3 separate regions of the Triticum aestivum genome follow, and all the other regions are linked to region 2. A link is a contact called in public Hi-C data. All regions are on one chromosome and are shown on one strand. The core of a region is the stretch at or near the end of the contact, and the rest is flanking DNA. Distances in the headings are between cores, read along the strand shown.

The links. Hi-C and Micro-C count contacts between places; a contact is called where the count stands out from the background.
Region 1: a Hi-C map of leaf shows a contact between it and region 2, with 5 times the contacts expected there. The contact joins the promoter of LOC123071180 here to the promoter of LOC123071175 in region 2. A contact is called at or near these places in 2 of 5 Hi-C or Micro-C datasets (both in leaf).
Region 3: a Hi-C map of leaf shows a contact between it and region 2, with 4 times the contacts expected there. The contact joins the promoter of LOC123071171 here to the promoter of LOC123071175 in region 2. A contact is called at or near these places in 2 of 5 Hi-C or Micro-C datasets (both in leaf).

What each region holds. Positions count from the first base shown.
Region 1 is chr3B:597,571,381-597,575,844 of IWGSC CS RefSeq v2.1, forward strand. LOC123071180 (NADH--cytochrome b5 reductase 1) reads right to left here and starts at 2,459. Exons shown (of 9, transcript XM_044494692.1): 1 at 2,327-2,459; 2 at 1,348-1,489; 3 at 1,159-1,249; 4 at 949-1,026; 5 at 723-803; 6 at 534-623. The coding sequence starts at 2,438.
Region 2 is chr3B:597,072,469-597,077,416 of IWGSC CS RefSeq v2.1, forward strand. It overlaps LOC123071175 (protein rtoA), which reads right to left and starts at 2,763. Exons shown (of 3, transcript XM_044494686.1): 1 at 2,090-2,763; 2 at 1,009-1,445; 3 at 1-530. The coding sequence starts at 1,410. It overlaps LOC123071177 (F-box protein SKIP24), which reads right to left. Exons shown (of 5, transcript XR_006434149.1): 3 at 4,804-4,931; 4 at 4,517-4,685; 5 at 3,619-4,254.
Region 3 is chr3B:596,775,580-596,780,126 of IWGSC CS RefSeq v2.1, forward strand. It overlaps LOC123071171 (non-specific lipid transfer protein GPI-anchored 2), which reads left to right and starts at 3,138. Exons shown (of 3, transcript XM_044494674.1): 1 at 3,138-3,577; 2 at 3,954-4,031; 3 at 4,341-4,547. The coding sequence starts at 3,208. The coding sequence ends at 4,462.

The DNA of each region.
Region 1 (4,464 bases), core at 1,209-3,708, 500 kb after region 2:
TTGTAATTCATGTATTCAGTTATAGATGGTTTAATATTTACAATAAAAAAGAAAGCAAGGGAAGTTATATGCAAGTTTCAGTTACAAATTACTCTGTGTGACTAGTTCCCTTTTACTGCGGTACAAGTTGTGCACAAGTTCTGAATCACCTTAGACATTCTAGATATTTTACACTAAAATATCCTAGAGGGAATAAGAGGAAACAATATTTGGCATCTACTCCCTCCGTTCCGAATTACTTGTCTTGGATTTGTCTAGATACGGATGTATCTACCACTAAAATGAGTCTAGATAAATCTGTATCTAGACAAATCCAAGACAAGTAATTCGGAACGGAGGGAGTAAGTGTTATATCATCAACAACTATACGGAATAGATACATCGCTGATAACAACCTTATAAAGTTCTACTAAATGTGTCAAATATGCTCACAGTAACTCTGGTCTAATGGGTTAACATCATATGGTTTCTGTATCAGAGACTGCACGAAAACCAAAAAAGAGTTTCTACAGAAAAAAGGATGGCGATTCCACCTTCAGAAGAATGTCTTCAGGTGTGACATTTGCATAGACTAGATGAACCTTCGTTTTGTCATTAGGGTTCTCGAGAATTGCCCTTGCAACCTGTGAGAACAGAAAAAAGATTGTTAGTGGAAACCAAACAAACGGGTCTGTAGCATCATTGACTGCAATATAGAACTTTGTTTGAACTTTTTTTTTTACTTGGAACATCGGAGTGATGCCAGATCCACCAGCCAGCATTCCGAAAGCTCTCACTTGTCCTACTTGGTACTTGAAACGACCCTAGATCAGAGAACAAATCATGTTAAACTTATAATTAGATGGCAAATAAGCATGACATTGGGAATGTGGACTATAAATAACAACACCTGTGCAGCTATTTCTTATGAAACTAACACAGGTTGCTCATGATAAAAAAGAGTGTTACCTTAGGTCCCTTTACAGACATATAATCACCAACTTTCATTTCACGGAAGTGATGCGACATTCTTCCTTGAGGGTACATCTGAATTATGGGGAAAGGGAAATATTAAAAAAAGAAAAGGTGAAGAAACTACAGCTGAACACACAATCATGTGGAGCAAAAAGATAAGATTGTTAACCAATATTATTGTAGTATAAAGAAATGAACACATACCTTTATAACAAGCTGAAAATTTCCAAGATCAGAATCCAATGTAGTAGGTGTGTAAGGCTTGATTACTTCTTCACCGGTAGCATCTTGACCTCTGAATAAAAGGAGGGAACATTAACATGATTAAAGTTTGAAAGAAGTATACATTATAAAAGCAAACTTCAGAATTTAGAAGCAGCACATAATTCAAACCTGCAACTGATATGTTGACCAATTGGAAGGCCTAACACAGAGGTAGGGGTTGGAAGAGCAAATCGGAATTTGGCAACATTATGGCTTATTTGTGTCTTTTCCACAAGTTTAAACTTCCTGAAGTTCTCAGGATCCAAGCAGCCTGATGACAGCAAAAAGAGCACCAAGAATGACATTAAGCTCCAGCAGAAAGAATGCTCGAGCAATTTTTTTATTTGGTTGATGAAACAAAGAATGGAAGAAGTAATGAATGCTAGAATGAGGTGTGAAATTCCACAAGCAATTACTTAAAAATTCTACAGAACCACGCAGCAAACCAAACAATTTTTAATTTTTTTTGCAGAATAACAGGTGCACAGTTATTAAACTCACATCAGTAACCCATCCAAATCCATAATCTCACAACAAGCGTAATAGATGTTAGCCAGTATGCAACGCTTCTTTTCAAGTACTACTCATGATAACATGGCAAGACTAAATCAAGCAAGACAAATGGGGAAAATCTGCCCGTGGCACAGCTCTGCTTAGGCGGTTAGGCCGTCCTGAAATGGAGCCAGCAGGTAAAAATAACCGCGGCTCATATCTTCTAGTCGTTCAACAGACCTGTCTAAACACGAACAATACTTGGCTGGTTCAGTTCAGTTAGGAAAACAAACACTTCATTGGTTTATCATCTCCATATAGCGAGCGGCATCGACACAGTAAACGGCCACTGCCCAGACCAAGCCCAGCAGGAAGCAGGAAGCAGGTAGTGTCTGTCACCACGAAAAGCACCCGCTCACAAACCAATTCAGCAATTTTCACAGTACAATGGCCGAATTCGCGGCTCCACGGCCTCTCATCGGAAACTAACTGAAAGCTGTTGCGACTCCGGCCCACCAGGACACCAGATCGCATGCGAAATCACAGGCATCTCATGTAAGCATGCGTCTATCTGCCGAAATATGCACAGCACAGCCATACGCGGATACATACATACCCTTGGGCCTCTTGGACCGGCAGAGGAGGAGTGCGGCGCCCACGGCGACGGCGACGACCGCTACGGCGACGGCCACCATGGTCTCGACGCTCCGCCCCTGCAGGAAATCCATGGCCCCCTTCCTCCCGCGCGGCTGTCTGTCTGTCTGTCTCCCTCGCGACGCTCGGGGCGGGGGTTGGTTGGTTGGGTGCCTCGGGCTGCGGTGTTTGGTGCGAGATTTAGCTGGGTTTGGAATTAGAAGACGGGGCGGGCGCGGGGTTAGCTGCGGGAGCGGGGGTAGGTGGGGTGCGGTGGTGGTGACTGGTAAGACGGAAACCGCCGGTGGTGACTGGTGAGACCTGTGGGCGCGGCGCGGTGCGGTGGCGGAGATCGCGAGGTCGTATTCGCCCTTTTGCCCTCGCCACAGTTCAAAACACAGAGTCTGAATTTCAGGTGTGCAAAAGCACCTTCAGAAACTGTGAATACACTGCAAAAGTACCTTCAGAGACGCAAACAGAGCCTGAATTTCAGGTGTGTCTCGGTGAGCACACTGCAAAAGTAGCTTCAGAAATGCTAGTGGTACCAAACTGTGATGACACGGCACATTGCAGTCTAGTCTGAACAAAAGGCGATTTCCTGCGTGTCATTCGAGAATCACGAACTGAAGCTAAGCATGTGGATGAACTCATTTTGCTGGTAATGCATGTTTAGTGCATCGCCACAGCGGGGGTTGGGAGAGTAATTTCGTGCTCGCATCAATCGCTGTCTGGGTATGGGACGCTGGGCCCAGCTCTGTGATCGACCGGAATGGCTCCCTCATCCCAACGTGGATTGATTGGTAGTAGATCGATAGATAGATGCTCTGGTCTGGTCAGTTTTTCAATTGGCATCGGCGGGCTTGGTCACTTGTTTAGACCGCTTTCTACCACCACGCCACTTGTGCGTCTGCATTGCCAGCGGTCGGACCGGTCCACCGGCTCGGCTGATTGGTTAGACTTGGTCATGTATGGACTATGGAGGCGGAGCAGCAGCCGCACACTTGACACTTTCCACCAGCTTGAAAGGGAGAAACTCATTCATGTTGATACCTCCACTTGGCCACTGAGGCATTCTATCTTAGATTGGTGGCTTGGGATGACCGATGATTCCCTTCCCAACCGGAAGGGCATGGCCTTGCTCACCATGCTCACCACGTGGATGATATGGAATAAGACAAACGCTCGCGTCTTCCGTGGCAAGGACACTTCGCTTATGGTTATTGCTGACAACATCAAAAAGGGATGCACCGTTTTGGGTCACCGCGGGAGCTAAGAAGCTAGGGTCCATCGTGTCGGGGGAGTGATTCCTTCTTGTATCGTTAAGGGGTGTCAGTAACGCAAACTCCGTTCTCTCTTCCTCCACCTCCTCCTCCTCCTCCAAGAAAGAAAGTTAGGGTTTGTGTCTCTCGCCGGCGCCGGCGCAGGTCCGCCTCGTCTCCCTAGGGCCATGGAGGCGTGGTGGATCCTGGCAAGGGCCGGCGAGAGGGCTCCGTTTTTAGTCGTTTTTTTCAATCTTGTTAGGGTTTGTGTCCTACTCGGGAAGGCGAGACGGCGGCGGCTCCCTGAAGATGGAATAAAGGTCTCCCCTCCTAGCCCTCGTTCCGGCAGTGCGTCTAGCATCGTTGGTGAGCGTGTGGAGGTGTGTCTCCGGCAGATCTATCTTTGGTGGATTTGCTCGGATCTCGTCGTTGTTCGTCTACGTTCATGTGTCTTCGGTTTGGATCCTTCCGATTTACGTTATTTTTCATCGGCGGCGGTTGCTGTTCTTGGGTGCTGGTCCTATGGGGCCTTAGCACGACGACTTTCCAACTGTCTACTACAACAAGTTATGCCCGGCTCCGGCGATGGAGGGGCGATGACGGCGGCGCGCCTTCGGCTCGCTTCGGTGCTTGTAGTCGTCGCTAGGTGGTCTACGAATCTGGATGTAATTTTTATTTCTGGTATTCGTTGTACTGCCATGATTGAAGATGAATAGATTGAAAGTTTTTTCGGAAAAAAAAACGGGTTTGCTAAAACTCAGCTAGCTGAGAAATAAATTGGTCTCATTCACATCTCTAGCCATCCGATCTAAAGATGCAGAGATTCATGCGTGCCGTTTTTTTCTCGTGCAGGGACGCGGGC
Region 2 (4,948 bases), core at 1,513-4,012:
TTCATGCTTATCGGCGGCTCCTTGCAGCAGCTGGAACTGCGTTTGATCTGTTCCATGGCCTTCAGTACAGGTACGGGGGGCATGGCTTCTTCCACGGCGGCACTAGCCAGTGGCTGCCACGGCGATAACTTGTGATATTCAGGAACACTAGTGTCAGTTCTGCTGGTAATGCTGCTGCCATATGCCTTCCGATGTTGAGGATCACTAGTGTCGGTTCTGCTGCTGCCGCCATTGCTACTGCGGTAGGAAGGTTTCTTATCTCTCTTGCTGCTGCTGCTGCTGCTGTGGTGAGAATGCTTCTTTTCCTTTTTGCTGCCACTGCTGCTGCGGCTGCTGCTGCCGCTGCCGCCCTTTGGGGGCTTGTATTTGTAGTGGCTCTTCCTTGAACTTCTCTGGTGTGGCTCCACTGTGTGTGAGTCAGAAGTAACAGGAGGATCATATACGTCAGGGGCCCATGAAACACTCAACTTTGTCACAATTCCCCGCTTTGCACGGCTTCCTTTCATTGCGGAAACCAACAGTTGAGTCCCCTGCATATACAGAACATTTAACACATCACCATCCAAGTAGAGAACAGAACATTTAGCACAAGCAATAACACTGAGGTCATACTCATTTTCAGAATTCAGAGCAACAGTCAGACAATAATAAATGAAAAAAATATTAAGAAATAAGAGTAGAAAAAATAACATCATTCTCGGGTCAATTCAAACAATTATCAAAGATGACGAGATCGTATCAGCACAATCAATTTACCCGTACAATGACAAGATATGATACCTCCTAACAGGTATAAGAAGGAGCAGCAAATCATAAGAGCAGAATTACATTTAGCTACCCAAAATTCTAAATGACAGGTAATAATATGTTCTAAGAAGCAAGAGTCAATATGTCAAAAACTAAGCATCCAACACTTATAGCACATTTTTATATGAAGAGCCGCATAGCGATTGGCAAGATAAGACAGATTAGGAAGAGTCCATGCGTGTACTGCAATCAAATACTCACAGTGGTTGAGGAATTTCCATTCTCTGAATTTCCAGTTGATGATTCAGACGCATTCCCAGCAGTGAAGGCTGACGATGTGACCACTTCAGTGTCAATATCAACCAAATCATCAGCCGAATCTGATTCTATAGAAAGTGAATCCCCATTTTCGTCAGAGTCTTCACTCAGATCTGTCTCTTCATCATCATTGTCATTATAGACACGCATCACCTCAGCAAGAGCCAAACTGATTTCCTTGACAACCAAATCATCTTTCACACATGCTATTCCAGCTTCAAACTTTTCATCTTCAGGGAGAGCACAAGAGCTGTGCTCAAAACCTGCTTTTCCACAGGTGCTGCGGCTGAGACATGAGCTGCTGCTCACACCTTCAGCACTGCAGTCTACCAAAGGTCCGCCCATCCACAAGCTAAATCCGAAGTTCAGAAGAGAACTTCCTGCTTAGCAGGGAAAAACAAAAATTAGAATAGAACAAGTAAGGACTTCTTAAGGACCACGCCCTAGTTTACTAGATAAAGTTAATAAGACCATATGATAGAAATAGGTGCACATATATTGCTCATATTTAAGTTCATTCGATCTGAGGCAACATTTCTAGCAAAACAGGTAAACCAAAAATCTACTACTCCCTCCGATCCATATTAGTTGTAGCTGAAACGGATGTATCTAGATGTATTTTAGTGCTAGATACATCCATTTGAGTGACAACTAATATGGATCAGAGGGAGTAGCAGTATTTTATAAAGAAACTAATCACAAAACATGTTTAAAGCCTAAGGGCATTCACTCCATGATATAATTAAAGAGTCTAACTGCATAAGACAACAAATATTCGAAAGGAACGTAATTCCACCATTAATATGTACTCCCTCCGTCCGGAAAAACTTGTCATCAAAATGGACAAAAAGGAGTGTATCTAGAACTAAAATACATCTAGATACATCCCCTTTTATTCATTTTGATGACAAGTATTTCCGGACGGAGGGAGTACACAATTTCATTGCATTTGCAATTCCACCAGAAGGGTAAACTGGCATATTTTCACACATAGAAAAAATGACCTGGCAAAACTTTCCCATACCTCTTTCCTCGGAGAGACAGCAATCACAACCTCCAACAGGCCAAATCGCTCTGGATCGGACCTGGTGATCGAACACAGACACAGACACCAAACCCGCGCGAACACAAAAGGCAGAGATGTAACACAGAGCCCTCACAACCAGACAATCCTCAGGACGAGCACAAGGAGCAGATCGAACCGAAGGTCGTGGGCAACGAGGGGGAGGCAAACGTCAGAGGCAATTACTACGATTACCAATACTACTACTACTAAAACGATGCGAGGAGGAGAGCTTGAGGCGGTGCGAGCAGGGGAAGAAGGAGGCCTCGGAGTTCCCGGACGCGACGGCGCGGAGGCTGGTGGGGTACGCGGCTGGCGCCGCAGACATCCTGTCCGCGCGGTGGGCGCCGCAACGCTGCGGTGCCGCCTAGATATCCAACTTGTCGGGTTCCGGCGACCGGGGACGACGGCGGGCGGAGAGGAGGGGCGGCGGGAGATACGACGAGAGGGCGCTGTCACGCCCTGCTTGTGGGTCGGCCTCACCGGAGGTAGGATTTGGTGCCGGAGAGAACGAGGTCGACGGCGAGCGCGGCGAGGCGAGGGATTTGGGGATCGGATCAGGACGGAGGCTGAGATTACGGAACGGGAGCGGGTGTGCGTGGATTGGCTATTGGTGCGGCGAGAGGGCGGAGCGGGTCGGGCCCCGGGGTTATATACCGTGCGGCCTGACGGGTGGGGCCTGGGTACGGGCAAATGGAAGTGGGTGACAGGCTGGGCGCCAACGCGCGGGGCCCGGCTGCAGCGGGGGGTGGCCGGGTCAACAGGTACAGCGCGGCGGGAATAAGGTGCGGCACGGAAGGCGCGCCACGTCGGCCGGGCGCCCGGGGAAAATTCAGACGGGGGTGGCGGGCGGCAAATTTGACAAATTTAACCCATAGAGAGCTAGGCGCCATATTGTACAGTGTAGCGCCTAGCTCCTGGGCGTTACACTAGTGCAGCGCCTAGCTCCCAGGCGTTGCACTAGTGCAGCGCCTGAGAACTAGGCGCCACGGGTCAGCCGTGTGAAATAGTTTCACGCTCAGTTCATTCTGTGATTTGATTTCGTCTATAGGTCAAATTTGTTAAATTTGCCGTGGCGGGCAGGCGGGGGAGAGGCTGTTCCCGTACGAGTACTCGTACTCGTCCCGTTTTGGACCGGGCAGGAGAGTGATGAGCCGGCGGGTACGATCGGCGCGGCTATTTTGCGATCGGGATCTTTTCCTGGCCCGTTTTGGGGGTGTCACGTCTGATGCGTGACGAGTGATTATTTCGGCCTTGCTGTGCCTGTTGACAGGTACCTGCTCCGTGGCCTTCGGCGTCGCTGCCGGGTGCTTGCTATGCCGGCTTCGCCGACTCACGCGACCGGCGACCCTTCGCCGCCGCCGCCTCGCACGAGGACATGTGTTGAACGTTGTACGTGCACATCTATTGTTTTTCTAGTTAATTGAAGCTCTTTGGTCAACTGACTGAAACATTCTAATAACTTCTAAGATGATATCGAAACCGAGACCGAGTGAATGAGCGATCTTAAGTCAAGAATCCAAATTAAGAGTCACAAAAGGTTTGCAGAGGCTGCTCATCACTCGCCATGGACGAGGATGCTTTTAAGGCTAGTTGACCGCTTAGTACTAGCATACAAATGAATGAGAACATCTCCAAACCCGAAATGCAAGGCAAAATGAAGAGCACCGAGCCAACAGTTTCATACAGTACGCTCCCCAGAAACCAACGGTCAGCTGAAGAAATCCAATCAGACCAGTCGTCCTTCTGCTGTAGAAAAGTCGACCGCCCACAACTTCGTGACGGCCAAGCACCAGGGCCGGACTATTCTGCTCTGAAAATAGCTGGCGTCCACACGAGTAGCTGGCGGCTGCACGGTACACATTCGATGAGAATAACATTCTCTCGGCAGCAATTGGTGGGAAAATTGCTTTTTCGCCGCCAAAAGAAAAGGATAAGATTCTTTCGGCAATTGGAAGGGATCAGTTGAGCTTGATTCGTTCATTCTGCTGGAAAGGAACAACGCCACGTACATCATGTGCGCACACATGCCCAAACAAATGAACCGACGAAGAATCCACAGTGCATTTGGACTCTTTTCCCCGAAACGAATATCTTGGCACTTGCTGCACTGCGGATGCCTTTGTCTGCACAAAAGGTTGAAGAAAAAAACTGATACTGTGAATAGTTCCGAAAGGCCGCATATCTTCCTCGTTGCCGGTTATCCATTCCAACATGCTATGCTAATAATGAACTATGTATGTGCAAGTTGAGACACAATGCTCTTCTATCTTGAAAGAAAAATGTGCCGAGGATGAATGCGAATGCAAATTCTAATAAGAAATGGCATAAAAGGAAACATAATATGGCCGAGGCTATCAAGAGATACGGAAAGCTATTTAGGGGTACCTTGAGGCAAATGAAGATCCGATGGTGAACAATGGTTTTACTTCAGTCTCTTCCTCTTTGCTTGTGGCTCATTTCCAGGTGCGCTTGTATCACTACAATTCTGCATAGGATGATATTTTGCTCGTCTCAATGCTTCCTCGTACTCATTCAACTTGAGCTTCTCCTTGTTCTAGCAAAGCATCAAAAGCACAACTATAGTGAGGCTAGCCTTGTTAACCATTTGCAATTTTACCAAAATCAAAGATCACATACGTAAGCATTCTTGTAAGTTGCTATTTGTTGCTTACAAACTTTCAGCTCCATGTGTAGAGCACTAAGACGAGAATCAACAGGAACAGTGCATTGCTGAACCAACTGTTTCTGACGCCCATGAACAACTTGTGGTTGCCACACGTTTAATGCCACCGAAGCTCTTCTGTCAACATCTCACGA
Region 3 (4,547 bases), core at 1,888-4,387, 300 kb before region 2:
AGAAAAACAAATCTATCTTTTTTTTAGAAAATTGCTGAAACCCTGTTTATTTTTTGTTGTTGCCGAACTAAAATTTCCATGGCTGTGAAAAGAAGTTGCCATAGTCCAGGGAAAAATAAACTGCCCTGGCTCTGAACAATAAATTTGCCATGTCTGTAAAAGTCATTTTTTTTCATGGTCTCTCAATGCAATTTGCCATGGCCCCCCAAAAAATTGAATTTTAGAAATAAATGTAAAAACAAATTTGCCACAGAATCTTCAAATAATTTACCATGGTATACATGAAAGAATTTATGAAAAACTCTAATTTGCCATGGTATGTACAATAAGATTGCCATGCTATGAACAATAAATTTATCATGGCCAAAAATAAAAGTGTCAAAAAGAATTTGCCATGATAAGTTCAATAAAAATGCCGTGGAACTTACTACACGTTGCCATGGTAGCCATAGTATATTGAAAACAAAAATGTCGTGGAATTTTCAAATAATTTGCCATGGTATACACAAAAGAGCACCGTAGGACTAGGGACACTAGAGGGAGCGCCTCCGGAAGAAGAAAAAACGAAACAAAAAACAAGCCCAATTCTGGCTAGAATTTAGCGGCCGGAGGTCGGCGGGGGTGCGTGGTGTCGGCCTTTCGTGCGTCGTGGTCGTCGGAGGTGAGGAACGTAGCGGGGGCGGCCGTGCAGGGGGAAGAGAATTTTTTGCAACTTGGTGCGGGCGCTCAAATTTGAGAGCCACGAATTTGCAACTTGCTGCGGCCGTGAGATCACGTATTGTTTCAGGAACGAAACACATAAACCAGTTTGATTCTCTTGGCAACGCTCCGTATCTGCTCGTCCCCCGGCGAATAAAATACCCTGGCAGTGGCACACCGGAGCTGTGCCATGGAACCTGCCTGCGGCTGTAGCGTAGTGGAGGTCACCAGTTCACCTCCCACCAACCTTTTACCAAGAGTGAAGCAGAGGCCACCAGTGGGCAGTGGCAGTGCATAGACATGTTCAGTGCAACCTGACCACAGCATTGCCTCGTTCCTGAACAGAAAGCACCCGGTCTTTTTCCTGCTACGTACATAGCTCCTGAATGCCGTGATGCCACATATGAACACCCGTCGCCGCCGTCGTGTCGCGGCGGCCCCTCGCGGCCGGCCTGACCCGAATCTGAAACCTCCGTTTTCATCGTCACAGCGACGTCCACATGCTCATCCATCCCCCCACCCCAACCCATGGACGGCGACGCCCCATCAATGCGGCCAGAGGAGGCAGGGCCATCAGAGCTTCCCTCTGAGTCCTCCCAACTGATTTTTGGAGCACACTAGTGGCCGGGCGGCCCCGAATCACGGCCCCCCTGTCCTTCTCCCTCCCAGCCTGTTGCGTGGCGCAGCCAGCCGCATTCATTCAAGGTAGATTCACTCATTCACACACACATGGTCAGGCTGGTCACAATGGGCAAGAAAATAATCTAGTAACTTACACATTTTCCTAGACTATGTTACTATCTTCATAGTAGATAGAAACATCTATGTAGTGTCATGCAACGATGTATTTATTAGGTTATAGACTCATTGTTTCTTGGAGTGTGTGATGTTCCGGTAACTTAGCTAGTTACTCCCTCCGTCCGGGTTTATTAGGCCTCTCAGCATCACAAGCATGTCCCCTTTTATAAGGCCCCGTGTTGGAAAGGTGCATGCATGCACCCATTTCATTGGTTGTATTGAAAACTATTGTTGTTGGTGCCATGGCTGAAAATTTAATACACTTCATGTGTGCTTTTTCATTGGTTGCATGCATGTGAGAGAGTGCATTGGAAGTGAAATGGAAGAATTAATGTGAGCAAATTACTATGTGTCTTGGTCTAAGAGAAGTTGTCTTTAGGCCTAATAAACCCGGACGGAGGGAGTACCACAAACATCTCTCTCTTCATTAAATATGTGCCACATAAGCAAAATTATATTGAAGTGTGTGATGTTACTCCTAAGTTCCTTCCCATTGTGACCAGCCTCATGGATCATGGGTTGCATCGGTGGTTCTTCGTTTCGATTTTCCAAGCTGCTTCGCCGCAGTGATGGGTGGCGCTGGTACCACACGTGCTACAGTTACGGTGCGGCTGCCGCATTCATTTCGGCATTCATTCGTGGCGAGGAGCAGCCTGTAGCGGCGGTGGTGGTACCGTGCCGGAGATCGGGCCGGGTCAGGACGGGCGACGTACTGGACGGACCCGAGCACCACCCCGACCGGCCGGCCCGATGGTTTCAGTACGTACAACTGTTGGATTTGACCGGCCTTAAACTTAACCGAACAAACGATATCTCCCCCGTAACAGTGGCTCGTTCTGCCAGTGACCGCACCTGCACGCTGGCAGATCTGGCACGGAATTGGGCGCTTCGACGGGTCATCATCGGTCATCAGTACTGTGCGTTCATTCCGTAACAGTATGAGATCTCGCTATGTAATGTGTTTTCAGTCTCGGACGGCATGGCACGGCACAGCACGGCCCGATACGACGCGTCTAATCTGCCGCCCCAACTCTGCAAACTGCAGAGACATGTACGTTTGAACTCGCTTCAAATTAACAGCCTGGCTGGGCGTGCGTGTTTGCATGAGGGAAAGAGTGTAACTAGATCTCAGTCAACTAAAACTTAACCATGTTTAAATCAAATGACATAATATATTAAAGCTAAAATAGAAAATTTGCATGGATCTTCATGTAAGATCCAACGAATATAGTATCGATTGAGACTTAGCGTCAAAATGTCTATTAAAAATAGCATTGCACGTAGTTAGCCCATCTAATCAACTATTCTAAAAAAAAAAGGCCCATCTAATCAACCAATATGGCAAAGTGTGTGGCTAGGTCTCAGAAACTTAATAAGTCTAAATCAAATGACATAAAATATAAAAAGAAAAAAATACTGAAATGAAAAATTTAAATGGATCTTCATGTAAGATCCGACTGAGACTTAACAATCGCACATGGCAAAATGCCACAATGAAAATAGCACTGCCCGTAGTAGGAAATCACCAGAACGGGCATGCACGCAGCTCGACCGACCGGTCCATTTCGGCGCACCGCCACAGCACCCACAACGGCGGCCCTATTTCCGGCTATATATACTCGCGCTCACACATCGGTCATGCGTACTCGACCCTGCCTGCAGTCCCATACTCCATACACCACCACCTTCCTCCCAAGCGAACAAAGACTCATGGCGACTCTGCGGCGGTGCTCCGGGCTGCTGGTCGCGGTGGTGGCGCTGGCGCTGGCGGCGGGCATGGCGGCGGCGCAGGGGCCGGCCGGCGCGCCGGCGCCGGCTGCCGGGATCAGCTCCGAGTGCATGACCGCGGTGCTCAACATGTCCGACTGCCTGCCGTACGTGGAGAGCGGGAGCAAGACGCGGCACCCGGACAAGGCCTGCTGCCCGGAGCTGGACGGCCTGCTGCAGTCCAACCCCGTCTGCCTCTGCCAGCTGCTCGCCGGCGGCGCCGACTCCTACGGCATCAGCGTCGACTACAAGCGCGCCATGGCGCTGCCCGGCGTCTGCCGCCTCAACGCGCCGCCGCTCAGCGCCTGCGCAGGTAATCCTTCGCTTTTTTTCTGCCGTCGCTTCGCTTGGAGTAAGCTAGTCAGTGATCAAGTAGCTTAAACTGTACATGGACGAAAGGCAGAAGTATTTCACAAGGCTCACTGATCTGTCTACACGGAAAAGAGATTTCATCTTCAAGCGGGCGATAATAAAACATGGAAACTCGTTAATTATTTACTCATGCCAATCTGTACTCAAGCTGGAGTAGCCTAGTGAAAGAAGTAGTACGGTCTTTGTCCAACAACCTAATGGCATGATTTAGCAATCGAATTCCACCGAATTATCCTCGCAGAAAAGAACACATTGAATTTTGGATGTACTACTACAGTGGCAGTCGTAACTTATTAACAGAGACAAAAAAAATGCAGCTTTTGGAGTCCCCGTGGGGCCTTCTTCGGCGCCATTAACAGGAGTCTCTCCATCCGCTACAGGGCCACAGATGCCTGGTAAGCCATTGCTACTCTGCCTGCCCTGGTTCTTCGGTCCTTTTTTACTTCAGCAACTCTACTAGTGTTACTTGGCATGATTGCATAATAGATCTTTTACTAGGGAGACATCGGATATATTCAGTCTTTCGCCTCTTTGAACGAGTGAAATGTTCACATTCGGTCTTTTGATTTTGGCATGTTTATTCAAGCAAAAATGTTTCTGTACAATAATAACAAGGCAGGCATTTGAGGTACTATTAAGACTTTCAGAGTGAGATAGGGTCCTGAAACAAGTCTGCTTACTCTGCTCCACTCTGCCTCCTGCAGAGAACCCGCCATCCGGAACGCCGTCCAAGTCCAAGTCCCACGCCCCCGGCAGCCTCACCGGCCGCGGTCTCGTCGCCCTCGCCGCCCTACCGCTGGCGTTCACGGCCGCCGCCATGTTCTAGGGCAGCAAGAGTTCGCGAACGTGTGGCATTGTGCCGGTCTCACACGCTTGGCCCGATGAGATCACATTCTTCTCCATTCTTGCCT